Linked DNA regions of Sus scrofa: all the other regions are linked to region 3. Evidence: chromatin contacts called from public Hi-C and HiChIP or PLAC-seq data. All regions are on one chromosome and are shown on one strand. The core of a region is the stretch at or near the end of the contact, and the rest is flanking DNA. Distances in the headings are between cores, read along the strand shown. Region 1 holds the start of HMCES (embryonic stem cell-specific 5-hydroxymethylcytosine-binding protein). Region 2 holds the start of COPG1 (coatomer subunit gamma-1). Region 3 holds the start of RPN1 (ribophorin I).

Region 1 (3,929 bases), core at 684-3,183, 160 kb after region 3:
TTTACAAAATTTGCTAGAGATGTGGAGTCAAAACACTACATCGGCAATTTCATGCCACTAACAGAAGAGGGGCTAGGCAAGCTTAAGGGCCCCACTTTCCCCATTCCTAGTTGCAGGGAGTATCCACTGGAGTGGGGACAGTGGACTGGACCTCAGTTCTGGCTCTGTACTTCACTGATTGGGTAACCTAGGACAAGTCACAATTTCTATACTTTTGTCTTTACATCTGTTAAAAAAATGTCTTTGAGCTAACATCCATTCTGCAATTCTAAAGAGGTGGTACAAAGAGAACCAAGGCTTAAACATAATAAACCTCATACACTTAACTCTCCTCTCTCTTCAAATTATGCCTTCCTCTGAAACTTTTTTTTTTCCTTTTCCAGTCAAGGTTCCCCATGACATTTATTTTATTTTTATTTTCCTCTCATTAAAAAAGTCTTCTTAGTTTCAACAGGGAAGTATGCATCCACTGTTGGCTCAAGAATAAACTACTTCATGTAAATGGCTTCATTCAACCAAAAAAATCTGGTGGTTTATTTCAAAATAACTTGATCCTATAACATAAAATCTCTCTTTTGATGACCGTATTATCACCACAGTTCTGAAGTATATGTGACAGGGGTATAATCAACTTTACAGAGTGATCTAAGCATTATGGGCCAAATAAAAATCCAGGATGGAAAAAAATCAAACATGTTTTTTAAAAAACATATCAACATATTTAAAATATTTAAGACAAGGAGAAACTATTAATAAACGTTTTTATTACACTGCATGTGTATATGCATGTATACATACAAACACACACTCTTTTTCAGGAGGTAAGAACCAAAACATGATTATAAATTATTGACCATTCCAACGCTATGGGGATAGACACTATAAAAACAATGAATGCAACCAAACTTCAGATTACCAAACCAAACACCTCAGACTGTAGCCCCAGTAAAAGACAAACATAAAAAGATTGAAAACGCAAGCAGAAGGCATACAAACTTCACGGTTCAAGAAACATCAAAACAGGAGTTCCCGTTGTGGCTCTGTGGTTAACGAATCCGACTAGGAACCATGAGGTTGCAGCTTCGATCCCTGGCCTTGCTCAGTGGGTTAAGGATCCGGCGTTGCCGTGAGCTGTGGTGTAGGTTGCAGACGCAGCTCGCATCCCGCGCTGCTGTGGCTCTGGCGTAGGCTGGACCCCTAGCCTGGGAACCTCCATATGCCCCGGGAGCGGCCCAAGAAATGGCAAAAACACAACAACAACAACAAAAAACAAAAAGGTCTTTGAGATTCGCTAGTCTTTTTGTTTTGTTTTTTTTTTTTTTGAGATTCGCTAGTCTTAATCGCGCGATTAAGATTCTGGTTTAGCTGGACGATAAGAGGCGAGGAAATCCCTTTTTACTTTCCTTTTTTTGAAAACAGATACTGAAATGATCCTGATGACCAGTGAGGTCTGAAGGACGCTGTCTTAAAAAGTGTCTTTGGACACAGGCGCACATAAAGTCGGCGTGCAGGAGGGGGGCCGCGGAGCCAGAAGCCGGCGCGGGGGGAGCGCTCACCTTCTCCAGGTGCCGCCGCGACAGGAGCACCGGCGTGCTGGACCGCGGGCTCTTGTTGTACGAGGGGTAGTACCGGTCAGGGTCCCTCCATTCCGGGAGCTGCTGGCGGCCCTGCCGGTCCCGGTAGGCGCAGGCCCGGGTGAGGGCCTCCAAGGGCAGGTGGCAGGACGTCCGCCCGCACATGCTCTGTGCCGCCGCTCACACCGCCGCACCTCACACCGCAGGTTCCTGCACTAGGGGACGGTTCCAGCCGCTCGACGCCAGCTCTTGGCCTGGGCCTCCGCCCGCCCCTCCCCTCCCCTAGCTCCCGGGGCCTCCCGCCTCCCGCTAGTCCCGCCTCACCCCCACCTCTTCCGCCCGCCGGTCCCGCCTTAGCCGCGCCTCGGGTCCCGCCTCGGCAGTATTCAACCCGCCTCACCTCAGGCTCGGCGCCCGCGCCTCTCTCCGCGCTAAGCCCCGCCCCCAGCAGGCCGGCCCCGCGAGGCCAGCTTCACTCGGGCACTTTTTCCCCTCCTCCACCCTGACCAGAGACAGGGCTCCCCAACCTGGCTCTTCGGAAAGCGCTCGAGGAGGACCCTCTGATTGCCTTTGAGGACTCCTCGATCCCAGGGTTTTCGGGGCTCCACGTCCTCCGTGTGGGCCGTTCCCCTTCGGAGTTAACTCCCTTTCCAGAGCGAACCTGGGGATTGTGGCCTGGAAGAGTCCCCAGGACACCTAGAGGGGACCCTAGGGTCTGAAGGGCCCTTCTCTGTAGGGGTGAAGTCAGAAAACGTTTCCCTTACTTCACAGTCCTACTAACTGCTTCATAGTTTGGGCAAAAATTGAAAAACCATCAGAAAACTTGCATCAATCACACAAGTCACTCTCAAACCCCTTGAGCACCAGAGCAATTTCCAGGGCCCTCATCTCTCCCCCTACACCCAAAGCTGAGGCCTAGAGTTAAAAAAGGGGGAGGGAGGGTTAGTTCCCTTCCTGGTTCAGAATTAAGGAACCAGACTAAGATCCATGAAGATGTGGGTTAGGCCCCTGGCCTCGTTCAGTGGGTTAAGGATCCAGTGCTGCTATGAGCTATGGTGTAGGGCGAAGTTGTGGCTCGGATCCTGCGTTGCTGTGGCATAGGCTGGCAGCTGTAGCTGTGATTCGACCCCTAGCCTAGGAACTTCCATATGCCACAGGTGCGGCCCTAAAAAGAACAAAAAATAGGCTTTACAGGTGTATTTCAGCCACAAAATTGGCAAAACCATCTGGCTTGAGTTTAAAGGCTCAGCAGGGGTTGGCCGCTGAGCCTGCTCCCTTGGGACATAAACAGACTTCTGGGAGTTGCCTTGTGCAGAGGTTAAGGAGCCAGCATTGTCACTGCTGTGGTGTGGGGTTCTATCCCTGGCCTGGGAACTTTTTTTTTGTCTCTTTAAGGCTGCACCTGTGGCATAGGGAGGTTCCCAGGCTAGGAGTTGAATTGAAGCTGTAGCTACCGGCCTACGCCACAGCCACGGCAATGCAGGATCCTTAACCCACTGAGTGAGGCCGGGGATTGAACCTGCATCCTCATGAATACTAGTCGGGTTCGTTAACCACTGAGCCACAACGGGAACTCCATGGCTTAGGAACTTTTGCATGCTGCGGGAGCAGCCAAAAAAACACCCCCAGAGACTTGTGCTCTCTATGGGCTATTTCCCAGCAGGGAAACCCCAGTGTACACCTCACCACAGGCCTGAGGTTAGGCAAAAGCCAGGTAATCCACCAAATCCTCAGGCCTCACTGATTTAGAAAAGGAGGGTAGTTTAAGGGCACAAACAACTTCTGCTACTGCTGTCATTCCCTCATCAAACATGCACTGCTGCTGCTCCTGGGTGTGGGCTCAGATAGAGACCAGCAACAGGGTCTTGCCTCAGGCTAAGTACAATGGCCAAAGGGCTGCGGGTGCAAGGGGAGGGGGTGGAAAAGTGTTCTTGGAAGTAGGGAAGCCGGACCACTAAGCATGAGCCTGCAGAAATAGCAGTTGTTCTGGAGTTCCTGTTGTGGCGTAGTGGTTAATAAATCTGACTAGGAACCATGAGGCTGCAGCTTTGATCCCTGCCCTCGCTCAGTGGGTTAAGGATCCAGCGTTGCCGTGACCTGTGGTGTAGGTCGCAGACGCAGCTCGGATCCCGTGCTGCTGTGGCTCTGGCGAAGGCCGGTGGCTACAGCTCCGATTCAACCCCTAGCCTGGGAACCTCCATATGCCGAAGGAGTGGCCCTAGAAAAGGCAAAAAGACCAAAAGAAAAAAAAAAAGAAATAGCAGTTGTTCAATAAATACATGCTGATTTATTTATAGGAATAAGATGGTTTCTTAGCAGATAGATTCAAGAGGTGGTGTGTGCACTTTATTCACT
Region 2 (3,981 bases), core at 455-2,954, 190 kb after region 3:
AACAACAAAACCCAGTAACACATCAGAGGTAGATGCTGAGGGTATCTAGAGCTAGGCTGCTGGCTACAAGCACAAATGGGCCGTGCAACTCCCCGACATATACCCAGCACTGTTTTCCCCACCCCCAAGCCTCACCCTGTTACCTGGTTTATGAGGTAAAGGATCTTGGTGAGGATGTGGGCACATTTCCGAGGGTTGACGGGGGTTTCATTAAACACACGGGCCTAAGAAGAAGCAACCAAGAAAGACTACGATCTTCTAGTTCAATTTCTTTCCCTTCCATGACTACCCTCAAACACATTCAAGATTGGAGAAGTCCCAGGTAAATAGACACACTGGCCAGGTAACCTAATTTTCATAAGAAAGAGTTTTGTTTTGCTTTTTTCTTAATTCATTTATTAACAACTCCTGAAATTTTCCATATTAGCTGGTGATGTGCTTACTTAATGACTAACAGATACTTATAAAATAACTGGAAGGGGAAATGAAGACAAACAACAAAAAAAAGATAAGCATAATGAACTCTCTCCAGGAACAAAGTTTCCCTGTTTTTCCAAGAACAGGTTTTTTTCCCCTACTGTTCTTTAAACCAGAACTTTGAATGTGTTAGTATTTTGATCACTCTGAGTGTGGACATTTATGATGGAAGGGACAGGGGAGCAAATAACACTTGCCTCCTGGAGCACTGCACTCTTCTCGAGGTGCTGGAATGGGTTGGAACCTCCACCTATTGTCAGAGAACAGAGAGGACTGAGTACAGGTTGCGACTCTGAATTTCAAAATTCTCCCAGTCGCAATCAAGGGAAAGATGTCGCACTGTCCATCCAATGAAGTACCAACTTCTCAGAATGGCAATCACAACCTGCCAATAGATCCTGCCACTCTCCTGCAAGGGGGTTCCTGCCACTGCAAACCACTTCACCCAGCAGCCCTGCACAGTCCTCCTGTGCCTCTCATAGTGCCATATTTTCATTTATGCAATTGGTACTTAACCGGGTCCCTACTACGGGTGGGACCACCATCTCCCAGTGATTAGAATTTCTTCATAGCAGGTGTTATGCTTGTAAGTTATACAAGTGATTATTTGACTGATATCTGTCTCCACCACTATGTCTGTGACCTATCTAACATTCCCGACTTGGGCACTGAGTGTGTCACTTGCTCTACTGCAGTGACAGGGCACTGAAAAGGGCCTGGCTCCTCAGACCACGTCCCAGTGCAGCCAGCACTAACGCAGCCCCAGCGAACCCTCAGAGAAGCACTGTTTTCCCCACCCGGCCCCTCCTTGGACAGAAGGGGAAACTGAGGCCCAGAGAAGCGAGTGACCCGTCCAAGGTCACTCAGAGAATCGTGGCTGGAGCTTCCGAGTGCAAGGCAATGGAGCATGCTCAGGCTCTCCGAGGCCTGTTGCTGACCCGCGACGGACCTCACAGAAGCCGCTGTTCCTCCCTGGGCCTCGGGGCAGGACAGAGGCCCCAAAGGGGGCCCGGTGGGGAGGGTGCTGGGAGTCTGCGCGGTCAGGCCTCCCCCGGGCCTGGCCCCCCTCACCCGATTCCTCGTCCTTCTTGTCGAATTTCTTCAGCATGGTGGTGCCGGCGGGAGCGCGAAACAGCACTCACAGAGGGACCCTGCAGCTGGCAGCGACAGTCCGGTAGCAGTTCAGCTCCAGCCACTTCCGGCTGGCCACGTCGCCCGGCGCTATGCGCAGGCGCACTCCGCGATCTGCGCATGCGCACGTGCCGCCGCCGCGTCGGGCGTTAACCCCGTCCCTGCTGGGGAGAAGCCGGGGCTAAAACTCCGGACCTTACGGCCTCCTCCGCTTATAGACGTCCACGCCTCACCGCCTGGTGGCGCGAGTTTAAACGGACTCCCAGAGGCGAGGCCCTAGCACTCTGGCAGGAGAGGAGGCCCACCTCCGAGATGCTACATGTCTTGTCACTTTCTCCGGTAGGCCTGCCAGCCTCACCTCACTTTCAGCCCCATTCCCGGCCGGATTTTTCTGCCTAGCCCGAATGGTCGTCCAAGACACTATATTCTATTCGTCCTTGATTGCTCTTTTACTCCCTGCCGTGGATGATGTTGGCGCACGGTACATGCTCAGTAAATTGTTGCTTGAAATAACGCATGAAGTGGCTCTTACAATTCACCTTTGCGCACCGCGCTCACACCTGCTCCAGGTGCGAACCATTTGGTACCGCGTTAACTTCCAGGGATCTAACTAAACTGAGATCTACTTATCTACTGCGCAGCAACTTCAATGTGCTCTTTCAATCTTCGAGTATTTTGCCAGCACCTATTGGATGCGTCGCCTAGCGCTGGGGACTGGAAGGGACTGGAAGGGAAAACACGGCGCCCCGGGTCACTCTCCGCGGATCTGTGAGGACACTCCCGGGCCAAGGTCAGGACTTGCGCGGCGGCGGGCAGAAGTCGGCTGGCCGGAGGGGCGGTGTGGAGGGAACCTAGATGAGCCCGGGCGGGGGTCCAGGTCCTGGGGTGGGGGCGGTTAGGGCGGGGCCCCCAGGTGATGGGGAGGGGTCAACCTCTGGGTCTGGCATTGCAGAGGCTGAGGCTCCTGGCTGGACGCAGCGGAGTGACGGGGTAGCGCGGCGAGGGAAGTGCGAGTCTTGCACCAAAAATTGTAAAGAGCCAGAAAGATGAGCAAAATCTTTAACCTCTAACCCCACCCCTTGTCCGTAGAAAATTCTCAAGAGTTAAGTTGCCCACTGCAGCAGTTTGCAGCGAGATAATCGGAAACACCCTAAATGTCCAGCAATAAGTGGATGATTAAGGGAATTGTAGGACGTCCATCGGATGCTGTCATCCACATCATTTATAAAGGGATATTTCTGATGACTTGTGAGGCAGTATCCAAGCTTCTTATATAAAGTGAGACATCAAAAGGGAAAAGCAAGGTGTAAAAGAGTTCATAGTTAAGGTTAAATAAACATGGCTCGTGATTAAAAACCAGAAAAGAACCCCAGAGATTTGGATTGTTAAAAAGATGAAATATAGATGAATTGTGTTGAGTTAAAATATCCTTTCAGAGTGTGATATGAATTCTGTAAAATCACATACCAAGGAAAATTTTTATAATACTAATTTTTACAATGAGAATTGTGTGTTGTGACTCCAGCTCTGTGTATAAGCTAATATATAATTATAGGGTTTTATTGGTTTTTTTTTAACTGTAATGTACATTCTTCATGATAATTGTTAAGTCCTTTGTAGAAACAGAGTACAGAAAGTATAGGAGCAATTAGGGAACTCTGAATAAGATTTGTAAATTGGATAATAGCAATATCCTGATTGTGATAATATTTTTTATTAATTTTACTAGTTTTTAAAAAATTGAGGTATAATCCTCATACCTTAATGTTACCCTTTTATAAGCGTACAGTTCAATGATTCTTAGTATATTCAAAAGGCTACACCCATTACCACTAATTCCAGAACATTCTCCATCCCTCACTCCTCCCCCCCAACCATTGATCCGTTTTCTGTCTGTACGCATTTGCCTATTCTGGATATTTCATGTAAATAGAATCATGCATTGTATGACCTTTTGTGTATCTGGCTTCTTTTACTTAGCATAGTGTTTTCCAGGTCCATCCACATCATAACATGAATCGGTACTTCACTCTTGTTAATTGCTAAATAATATTCCATTTTACGGATACATATACATTTTGTTTATCCATTCACCAGTTAAAGGACACTTGAGTTGTTTCCACTTTTTTACCTCTGTAGATAATGCTGTTATGAACATTTGTGTATAAATTTTTGTGACATGTTTTCTCTTGAGTAGATACCTAAGAGTAGAAATGCTGGTGGTGTGATAACTCTGTTTAACTTTTTGAGAAACTGCCTGATTTCCAAAGCATCTGCCCCATTAAATTTTCCCATGAGCAGTGTATTAAAGGTTGTAATTTCTCCATCCTCAACCACACTTATTGTCTTTGTGTTTTAGCAATTATAGTGGCT
Region 3 (3,925 bases), core at 1,302-3,801:
GCTAGGGGTAGAATCAGAGCTGTAGCCACTGGCCTACACCACAGCTACAGCCAGGGATTGAACCCGCAACCTCATGGTTCCTAGTCAGATTTGTTTCCACTGTGCCCACAACGGGAACTCCTCTCGCACCCCCCTTATTCTCAACCTTCATTGCAGCCAATGTGCAACCAGGGAAAGGATGCCAATGCCAACAAGCTGAGGGTCTTTCTGAGAAAGAGGAGACATCTCGAATGAGATTGTGGAACAGATTATAAGGAAAAAACTTATGCACACACCACTGATCTCTTTGCCAACCTAAGCTCCACCAAAGGAAAAAAAATTAAGACCACCTTTTAGGACTGAAACATTGATTTCCAAGAGGGTATACAAAGCTATAATGAGGAAGCTATGTGTAATACTTCAAAAAGTCTAAAAGTAATCATACAGTCATTCTCAACAAAGTTGTATAGCCTAATAAAAACAATAAATTTCATTACTTCCACTAGAATCTTATCATTATGGGAACATTCTAATATATTCGTGCTTATCAGGAACTCTCACTGTTCAGTAATATGTTGATTTATTTCTCTTAAAAATATCGTTATTGGAGTTCCTGTTGTGGCGCAGTGGCAACGAATCTGACTAGGAACCATGAGGTTGCGGGTTCAATCCCTGGCCTAACCTCGTTCAGTGGTTAAGGATTCAGCGCTGCCGTGAGCTGTGGTGTAGGTTGCAGACAAGGCTCGGATCTGGTTTGGCTGTGGCTGTGGCATAGGCCAGAGGCTACAGCTCCAATGAGACCCCTAGCCTGGGAACCTCCACATGCCACAGGTATGGCCCTAAAAAGACAAAGAAATATCATTATCACCTCTAAATATGTAAACCAGAAAAAATAGACTAATAAAAGATTAAAAAGACAAAATATTTCAAATGTGGATCCAAATGGGTGTAAAAATAATGTTTTAGGTAGTAAAAAGATGAGGAACCACTGGCTCCTACTCAGTAATCACCATGGTCCCCTCCACCACCTCCTAAAGTGCTACATGTAGGACTGAAGATAGGTCACTGAAAATTTTTCTAGCAACCTCACCACAGCCTCCAAGTCAGTTGTTGGAAAATACACATCCTCTTGGTTAAAATTATCGCTGTTATGCTTCCCTCTGAGATAGGGGCAAGGAAGCACATACATCCATTTAACGTTTCTCTCTTGGACTACAAACTAAAAAATGACTCTGAGCAAAGCTGGTGATGAGACTGCAGGTTTTATACTCCAACAGAACCCTACCTTTGAACCAACTAGTCCAGAAGAGACAACATGAGACAGTGAAGAACATACAGAGTCTTAAACCAAAGCTCAACTCTTTGTTCGAAGACCTCACATAGTGGGTTATACAGCTTCCCCTCCCAGACTTCAGACTCCTCAGGTGCACTAACAGTATACCTCAAAGGGCTACCATGAGAGTTAAATGAGGATGTACTTAAAATATCTACCATAGTACCTGACATAAAGTCTCAATAAGGCACCAGTACAATAACCCAGCCTGTAAGACTCTCCAGCATGAAGGCCAGATAGTAATCCTGTGGCAACCTCACTAAATCAGCACTAGCTTTTATAAAAGAATGCGATTGAACCTTCAAAACATTCAAATGAAGTTTTAATCTTTCCACAAACCTTTAAGCAAAACTGTGTTTCAAATTTTAGACAAGGCATGAAAGGTACAGGAGTCATTTCAGAAGCATAATCTCTGTAAAGGTAGCTTTGTATCTCCAAACTCAGTCAGACAGAGGCGTGCTTGGAAGAAACACGACACTGTAATGACTATTCTCCCAACCAATAACTGGGTAATGACTTAATGGCTGCTATTTAATGAAAGCAGTAATAAAAAGCAAACCTCTGCATAGGTATATTCTCTCTATTCCCAAAGCCAACAGCTTCCTCAAGAGGCGTGAAACTGATTAGGCAAACTTGGGAGCCATTTACTGCTTCAGCGTGAGAATGACAACCGGTCTAGGGGGAGAGAACCGGACTTCACTTTCTGTACTGTATTACTTGTATGACTCTTTCAACTAAAAGAAATAAACCCTTTAAAGAGTTAAATCGCGACCAAAAGAAATGCGTTACATTAACAACGGTTTCAAACGATTCAGACGTGAAGCAGGGGACATGCTGCTCCATTTCCGATCGCACTGGACAGAGTCCACCCTCGCTCGCCAATCGCGCTCCGGCCCGGCCAGCAGCACCCCAAGCCCCGCCCGCCGGCCTGTGCTGACGTGTCCCCGCCGCCTCGGCCCCAGCTCACCTGCACGCCGAGGTGCGCCAAGCGGGCCTCCAGCTCGGGCTCCAGGGCTAGTAGGAAGGAGGCGGCGCGGGGCGAGGAGCTGCTGCCCGCGTGCGCCAGGACCACCTCGGCCGTCACCTTAGCCAGGTGGCTGCTCAGATCCACCGTGCGCTTCACGTCCTCGTTGACCAGCGGCAGCGCCTCGGGGGAGGCGCGGCCCGGCGCCGGGGCCCAGGCCCAGAGCAACAGCAGCAGCGGTAGCAGGCAGACTGCGGGCGCCTCCATGGCCGGGATGGAGCTGAGCCTCAGGCCGCCCGCCAGCCCGCCCCTGCGCCCCGCCTCCGCCACGACGCAGTTGACCATTGGGTCCGCCAGCATCCCAAGATGGCGGCGCCCAGGGCTGAGGACCCCCTTCTCCAGGGCAACAGGCGACCCGCCGGGCGCCTGCCTGCGCGCGCACTCCCGATCTATTCTCGCGGGAAGGAGCCCTGGCACTCCGCCTCTCCCGCCACCCTCCGACTCCCCACCGAGACGGTGGCTTTTCTGCTTCCTGATGGGGTAGAATATAGCCCTAACGGAGAACGTAAAAGCTTTAGCAAAAATTTAAGCAGAAACAGGACATCTGCACAGTCTCAAAGTATCTCCCCTACAATACTTAGTAATTACAAAGGGGTAAATAGTAAATTGATATTCCAGAATCCTGGCAGACACCACCTTGACCAAGGTTAACATCACCGACCGAAGGACGTAGTGACGTCACGTACCACACCCAGAAGGGCACCTCACTCCTGCGATACTGCCCACAGAACTGAAAATGCACCTCAGGGAGACCACAAGAAACATAGGACAAACCAAAAGCACCTTGTCTTTATCCCAGTGACGCCCGTTTCCGACTTCTATCCTAGGAAACTATAGATTTAAGTTGGTGTTATTTTAAGCCACTGAGTTTGCAGTAATTTGTTACAGCATCAATAAGGAACTTATACAGAAGTTTTGCTCTGCTGGGCAGGGACGTTGTCTAGACTGTTCGTCCCAGGACCTCAGCATGTGGGGCATAGTGACCAGTTAGCACTGATTGGATGAATAAATGAATTTTTTATTATAAATGCTATTTACCCCTACTGTATAGATGAGTAAACACACAACAAAGTCAGTAAATGTCAGGTTGTTTGGAAACCTAGACTGACCCTGAACTGGAGCTCTTTGGACTACTCCAGGCTGTTGAATAAAACCCCAGATTTTCACAGACAAAAAGAAGCATTAGCTATCCCAATACGATCCTTATTTTCTGAAAGTGAAATACAAGTCCAGGGAGGGTAATTTATCCAAAGATACACAGCTATTTAAGAGCAAAGCTGGGGCTAGAAACCTGATTTCCTAACTCCCCATCACCCATGCCAGGATGGATAGTGTCAAACATCTAACAGTCACTATTAAAATGCTGTACAAGGAAGTTGTTTTGGCAATAGCCAGGTGCAAATCTAGGGCCATCCACCAAACCTGAAATGAATGAACCATTTTGATTTTTTTCCACTAAGTGACAATTGTACAGCAAAGACATGCCTCAAGTGTTGTGGCATGGTTTTTGTTTGTTTGTTTGTTTGTTGGCCACCCCGCAACATATGGAATTTCCCGCTGGGCTAGGGATTAGATCCAAGCCACAGTTG

The links. Hi-C and Micro-C count contacts between places; a contact is called where the count stands out from the background. HiChIP or PLAC-seq counts read pairs in DNA pulled down with a chosen protein or histone mark.
Region 1: an H3K27ac HiChIP or PLAC-seq map of alveolar macrophages shows a contact between it and region 3. The contact joins the promoter of HMCES here to the promoter of RPN1 in region 3. A contact is called at or near these places in 1 of 5 promoter capture datasets (liver), 1 of 47 Hi-C or Micro-C datasets (embryonic fibroblasts) and 1 of 2 datasets of contacts at active chromatin or transcription factors (alveolar macrophages).
Region 2: a Hi-C map of liver shows a contact between it and region 3, with 2.3 times the contacts expected there. The contact joins the promoter of COPG1 here to the promoter of RPN1 in region 3. A contact is called at or near these places in 4 of 47 Hi-C or Micro-C datasets (embryonic fibroblasts, liver and skeletal muscle).

Annotation. Positions count from the first base shown.
Region 1 is chr13:71,730,315-71,734,243 of Sscrofa11.1, reverse strand. It overlaps HMCES (embryonic stem cell-specific 5-hydroxymethylcytosine-binding protein), which reads right to left and starts at 1,933. Exons shown (of 6, transcript XM_013980659.2): 1 at 1,557-1,933. The coding sequence starts at 1,739. COPG1 (coatomer subunit gamma-1) reads right to left here. Exons shown (of 25, transcript XM_021069417.1): 25 at 3,842-3,929.
Region 2 is chr13:71,704,820-71,708,800 of Sscrofa11.1, reverse strand. COPG1 (coatomer subunit gamma-1) reads right to left here and starts at 1,704. Exons shown (of 25, transcript XM_021069417.1): 1 at 1,549-1,704; 2 at 675-727; 3 at 144-224. The coding sequence starts at 1,585. CNBP (cellular nucleic acid-binding protein) reads left to right here and starts at 1,774. Exons shown (of 5, transcript XM_021069428.1): 1 at 1,774-2,398.
Region 3 is chr13:71,891,226-71,895,150 of Sscrofa11.1, reverse strand. It overlaps RPN1 (ribophorin I), which reads right to left and starts at 2,551. Exons shown (of 10, transcript NM_214333.1): 1 at 2,280-2,551. The coding sequence starts at 2,543.